Regions from separate parts of the Mus musculus genome. Here region 2 is linked to region 1. Evidence: chromatin contacts called from public HiChIP or PLAC-seq data. All regions are on one chromosome and are shown on one strand. Each heading gives the region's core, a stretch centred on a gene start, on an enhancer-like site or on the middle of the called end of the contact. The rest is flanking DNA. Distances are from core to core; before and after follow the strand shown. Region 1 holds the start of Nktr (natural killer tumor recognition sequence). Region 2 overlaps Ccdc13 (coiled-coil domain containing 13).

The links. HiChIP or PLAC-seq counts read pairs in DNA pulled down with a chosen protein or histone mark.
Region 2: an H3K27ac HiChIP or PLAC-seq map of stem cell-derived neural progenitor cells shows a contact between it and region 1. The contact joins the enhancer-like site here to the promoter of Nktr in region 1. A contact is called at or near these places in 11 of 39 promoter capture datasets (3T3-L1-derived adipocytes, cranial neural crest, embryonic stem cells and 8 more), 3 of 484 Hi-C or Micro-C datasets (the HPC-7 cell line, cerebral cortex and cortical glia), 3 of 115 datasets of contacts at active chromatin or transcription factors (embryonic stem cells and stem cell-derived neural progenitor cells) and 3 of 9 other capture datasets (adipose tissue, liver and pancreatic islet).

The regions. Positions count from the first base shown.
Region 1 is chr9:121,717,745-121,720,749 of GRCm38.p6, reverse strand. It overlaps Nktr (natural killer tumor recognition sequence), which reads right to left and starts at 1,569. Exons shown (of 17, transcript NM_010918.2): 1 at 1,455-1,569; 2 at 1,205-1,291. The coding sequence starts at 1,262.
Region 2 is chr9:121,821,359-121,824,363 of GRCm38.p6, reverse strand. The region is part of intron 5 of Ccdc13 (coiled-coil domain containing 13); the gene reads left to right. Among named protein-coding and RNA genes, the nearest start is that of Ccdc13, 17 kb to the left of the region's middle. Within about 2 kb of position 1,528, at least 47 of the 459 cell types and tissues checked have an H3K27ac peak or open chromatin away from gene starts, as enhancers often do. A contact at or near this core is called in cerebral cortex, cortical glia, hippocampal neurons and 2 more, where this site is marked.

The DNA.
Region 1 (3,005 bases), core at 320-2,819:
GAAGACGCCTGAAAAAAAAAAGACATTAAACGAAGATGTATAGCCATGTTAAGTACATTCTTTTCAAGACTGACATCCATCTGTGGTGTTGGGGATCAAAGTCAGGTCCTTGGTTATTCGAGGAAAATACTTCCCAGTTATATTCCTATTACTTTCTGAGTATGTTAATACATTAGTTTTGCAAAAAAAAAAAAAAAATCCGTGAAAAATCTCCAGAGTAAGTTTGGTAAATGCTAAATAAACTGCAGCTACAGTCAGGGTCGAAATGTTAGATGAGAAAAACAGAACGTTTAAGATCGCTCCAATCCTTTGTTCAGAACCGTCACCGTCTTCCTTTTATCCTAGAGCCTGAGTTTTCCTTATTCTGTTCCCTCTACTCCAGCCAGACCGGGACCTTCGCTTTCCCTCAAGAAACACAAGCGCTGTCTCAGAACCCAAGCTAACCGTTGGCTGCCACTACCAAGCACAGTTCTCAAAGGCGTCCCTCCACAGGTTCGGCTTCGCACCTACTCAAATGTCATCTTCTCAAGATGGCCTTTCTCGCTCACCGCCTGACTAAAACAGCACTACTGGAGGGAATGCGGTTTTTACCCCTTCACTTCCTGCCTCTTTCCCCCAGGACGTCAACATAAAAGAAGCAGCAGCCCTGCTTTAGTCACTGCTGCCCTTCCAGAGCCCAGGACAAGCAGCTCTCCTGCGAGTCCACTGCGACCTAAGACGTGGCGCACACCACACACCTCCAGTTAAGATCCCTGTCGGTTGAGAACCGCGCATCCGTACACATGTTCCTGCTCGATACACACGCGACCTTTACATGTGTGCGCACCGATGTGTGCAGCAGCCACCTCTCTGCACACAGAGACGTCGACGCCTCGGGATTAATGAATGGCTGCACACTGGACTTCCAAAAAAAAAAAAAAAAAAACCAAACATCGCGGCCGCAGCCTAGGAGCAATCCCGGGGCTACAGAACCCGCACAAGCCCTTCAGTCTCTCCTCTCCAGCCACGTCTCCCGGAGCCAGTACATTCTCGGGAAGGCTCCCGAGGGACAGCGGAGGGCAGCTGGCCGGCTCGTGACCGCGGCGGCTCCGCAGCTCTGGCCGGCCGAGCCCGCCCCGCCCCGCCCCCGCCCGGCTCCGGCTCCGGCTCCGCCGCGTCCACTTCCACCCCGACCCGGGCCCACAGAGGGGCCCGCCCCGCTCACCCGGTTCCCGGTTGATCTCGATGTCGAAGTGACACTGCGGCCGGTCCTGGGCGCCCATCGCGAGCGCAGCAGCGGGACGGCGGCGAGCTGCGGACAGGGAGGAGGGCGCTGAGGGCAGGCGGGCGGCCGGGCGGGGCGGGGCCCGGCCCGCCTGACAGGGACGCGGCCGACGAGAGGCCGCCCCACCCTGCCCACCCGCCCGCCCGCCCACCCCAGCCGCGGCTACCCGCGCTCCCGTCGAGCTTCTCACCTGGCCGCACAGCTCCGGAGAACGCCCTGCCGGCGCCGCCGGAGCCTAACGTCACCAACGGAACGCCACCTCTTCCCCGTGAGGGCCAGCCGGCGAGCGCCACGCCAGAGCTCGCGAGGCCGGACGCAAGCGTCGCGAGAGTTCGTCTCGCCGCCGAGCGGGGTGTGGGGTCGGAGTAGGCGGTCCGCGCCAGGGCTCTCGTGCCCCGCCCCTCAGGATCCCCTGTCCAATCCCGAGTGCGCAGACGTGTGCGAGCTGTCAACCACGGCTCACTCATGCAGCACCGCGAGATTTCTGATTGCGTGGCCAGTGGATGAACGCAGGGTGAATCCCAGGCTTCCGGCCGACGTGGCGGGTGACCTGTTCTCTCTCGTGGTTGATGCGGTCACGCTGTTTGTCTCGCGTTAAAAGAATCGAGGACCAGATGGAGCCAGATGTGCCTCCCTTGCCCGCCAGGGTGAGACGAGGCTGGCCGCCGGCTCGAGGCCAGCCTGGGTCACTTGAGGCTTTCTCAGAAATACAACGAAAGGAAACAAAAATCAAGGCAACAACAAAACCCCGAAGCAAAACACAAACCGTAGCGTTTACACCTGCGCACCAGCGCTTGGTGGGTAAAGGCAGGAGATTCAGAAGTTCAAGGTCAGCCTGAGATACCTGAGACCTGTGAAGAAACCAAACCAGTTGACAGGAGCGATGGTCTAGCAGTTAAGATGGTCTAGAGGCCGCTTTTGCATTGGACCTGGTTCAAAGCCCAGCTCAATAACCGCATGGTGGCTTACAACCATCTCGTTTCAGGGTTTCCATCGCGCTCCCCTGACCTCCGTGGACACCAAGCATGCACATGGTGCCCAGACATACATGCAGGCAAAACAGAAAGTAAAACCTTACAAAAGGAAAGTCTGTGAGCAATAATACACAGCCTTTAATCCCAGCGGCTCGAGAGGCAGAGGTAGGTGGCTCTCAGTCTGAGGTCAGTCAGTTCTACATATTGTCTTCCTGGCCAGTCAGGGCTAGGTAGATCCTGTCTCAAAACAAAAGGTACACAATAAGAATGTGCTGTTGGGGCTGGCGAGATGGCTCAGTGGTTAAGAGCGCCGACTGCTCTTCTGAAGGTCCCGAGTTCAAATCCCAGCAACCACATGGTGGCTCACAACCATCCATAATGAAATCTGATGCCCTCTTCTGGAGTGTCTGAAGACAGCTACAGTGTACTTACATATAATAAATAAATCTTTTTTAAAAAATGTGCTGTTGTAGAAAATTTTAATCACAATCAGTGTTGAGGTTGGGTCTGTTACATAAAGCAAAATTCCATATCCAAAAACCTAAACCTACGAGTGACTTACCGTCTTTCCAAGCTTTTGTACCTTGTTCCTTAATTTAAAACTGTTGGTTAAATAAAATTGGCTACAGCCAATTACTGGAGGGATTCGAGGTAGGTGGATTTTGAGTTACCTGGGTGGGAAGAGTAAGGAGAAAAGAGAGACCAAGTGTAGAAGGAGGAATGGGAGAGAGGAAGCCCCCATGGGGGGAGGCAAAGGATGAGCACAC
Region 2 (3,005 bases), core at 279-2,778, 100 kb before region 1:
AATCTCATGGGTCATCAGGAACGTCATCCACTCCTTTGAGACAGGGTCTCTCTTTGGTCCCAAGCTCAGTACTCAGTACAGGCTGGCTGGTTGAGCTATTTAGCCGGATTAGACTGGATCTTCTGTCCCTGCCCAGCATTGGCATTACAAGCTCTTGGCATCATGCCAGCTGTTTACATGGTACTAAGACTGAATTCAGACCCTCACACTTGCAGTGTAGTGATACAGCTGTCTCCCGGCCTCCTGAGAGCGCAGTGGCCCCGAGCAGCACTGCAGCCTTACAGATCTGTGCCTCGGACCTTGTTTTGTAGCTAGTGAACATGCCACAGATGTCGGCAATGTGAATGTGGCTTTATGAGAGGAAGGTAAGCAGCCATAGATGGGTTGCCAGGGATGTAGAGCCCAAGTCATGTTAAATCTCACCTGTCTGCAGAGTGTCCCAGCATCCACATCAGGGTTTTCTCAAGAAGCCAGACCAACTGTGACAGGTGGCCAAGCCCTGGAACCCCCAGCTCAGTGCCCCTCCTGCTCCATGTTGCCTCTGGCCCATGCCTTAGGATCAGGCCACTGCTTGCTGCTCTTAACAGGAATTTAGTCCTGGGTGTGCAGTGATGGGCCTCTTGGGATGCAGGAATGGGTGTATGAACCAGTCTTCTTGCTAGGGAGGCAGCCACAGTGCTCTTAGTAGGCAGTGTTTTTCATGGCCCTTCCTGGCGAGGAATACTGCCAAGATGTCCTTGATTTATCTGGACCAGTGAGATCCCTTGACTTGAGTTACCCTGGGTGAGAAACTGTTGGGTCCCTTGTTAGCCTGATAGAATTATCTGCCTTGCCACACGGGGATTCATAACTTTGGGTCCATAGAGGGTTCTAAGAGGAAAAGGACTAGCCATGTACAGGAGGGTGTGATGGGCCTTTAGAAATGGGCTAGCCTGAACTGGCAACAGGAGCTCACCCTGCATCTGAGAAGCTGGAGTAGGAGCTATCCTTGTACTACGCTCTGGTGAAGTAGGTGGTGAAGGCCTGCCAAGAGGAACAGTACCTTCAAGGCATAGAGGCTGGGGAGCTGGAACATTGTGCACAGTTGGCTCACCTGGGTGTCAGCTGCTTAGCATTTGGTTTGAGCCCAGAGCTCACAGGCAGGAAAAGGACATGAGCCAACATAAATCAGGGATGGGGGGGGGGTGGTTTCCTGGGTCACTGGAACAGGAATCTCAGATGCATTCTGTAACCAGCTACAAGAGCAGGGATCTCTAATAGAAGAGTGTGCCAGGCTACAGTTCTCATCTTAGCCAGACCAGGTCCTTTCCCTGGTATATACTGCTCAAGGACACGACCAAACCACGTCTGCAACACTGGACCCTGAGGGGCAGCTGCACTCTAGAGGTCTGGCCCCAGTCTCCTCTGAAGCACATTCTAGAGTGCAGGGAAGGCAAGAGGCTTCAGAAGGCTGTGCTATGAGCAGTCAACAATGCCTGTTCCCAGGGCTCTGTAGCTGTCCTTCAAAGGAAACAGCCTGCAGTGGGAGCCAGGCTGGCACATAGCCCCACCTCCCCAAAGCCTGTGTGGTGGCTGGGACAGAGGGTGGGCCAGCTGCTAGGCCTCTCCAGAATGCCATATGGCGTTAGTCACTGTCACCCACCCACCCAAGTCCCTTGCCCCGCCCCAGAGCCTGCCCTAGGCAGTGCCCTTGGCACTCCTCCCGTTGAGTGCCTCTGCGGGCAGATGCGGAGCTGAGGCTGGGAGAGAGCATCAGAGCCTGGCTCCGGGCCACAGTGGCACAGGGGTGACAGGGGGCTAACATGTCCTACAGTGTCCTAAACAGGGCTACCAGGGCTCTCAGTCTCATGACAGGAGGCTCTGAGCGTCAGCAGAGGGCTTCTTAGTCCAGGGTAGATTTAAAGCTACACATAAGCAGAGAGAAGACAGGTGCCTAGCAGAAAAGGGTAGCAGGCAGCCACATGGGCAGAACTCAGAAAATGCGTAGTTTTTCAAAGATCTATTTGCGTTTTTCAGAATTCTCCATTCTGTTAATATTGTTTACATTGATTTTTGACTTTTATCCTGCCAGTGGTATTAAGTGCACCCAGACTTCTGAACCCCATGTCCGGGCCTAGTTTCTATGACTACTGCTTTATAGTAGGCTGTTCCAAGTTCCATGAACTTCCTGGACTTGGTCTGATGGACCTCTCTTTCACACTAGCATTTACAGGAGTTTCTGATTGTTCCACTAAAAAACACCCAAAAGATTCAAAAGCCCCCGTTATGACCACCCTATTCCCAAAAAGTCCAGGCCCCTGGTCCACTGGGGCAGGAACAGAGGTCTTAGCAAGGCCTGATGGGTATTTAGCTTGCTAACCAACCTCTCTGTTGCCGTGACAATCTATGGCACCATTGGCAGCAGAAGCTGAGCTTGGGAGACTTGGCCAAGACAAGGGTTCTAATCCCATTGAACCATCCCAACCCCATGCATTCCAGGGCAGCTCTGCTCTTTTCTAGACTCGATTTTTGTTGCAGATGGAAGGAGCTTGAATAGTTTGATCATGGAGGTCCCAGGAATATCTAAGACAGAGAGACAGGTAGTATAATAATCCAGCATTTGCCTTAAACATATCATCACCATCGTCACCATCATTAAAACAGCGTCTCTCTGTGTGGCCCTTGCTGGCCTGGAACTCACTCTGCAGACTAGGCTGGCCTTGAATTCATAGAGATCTGCCTGCCCTTGGCTCCCAAAGGCCACCACACCCAGCTCAGATGATTTTTTTTTTAAAGATTTATTTATACGAGTACACTGTAACTATCTTCAGACACTCTGGAAGAGGGCATCTGATTCCATTACAGATGGTTTTGAGCCACCATGTGGTTGCTAGGAATTGAACTAAGGACCTCTGGAAGAGCGGCCAGTGCTCTTAACCGCTGAGCAATCTCTCCAGCCCAGCTTAGATATGTTTTAAAGAGAGAAGACACAAGCAGACCCTGAGTCCCAGCATGCATCTTTCGAG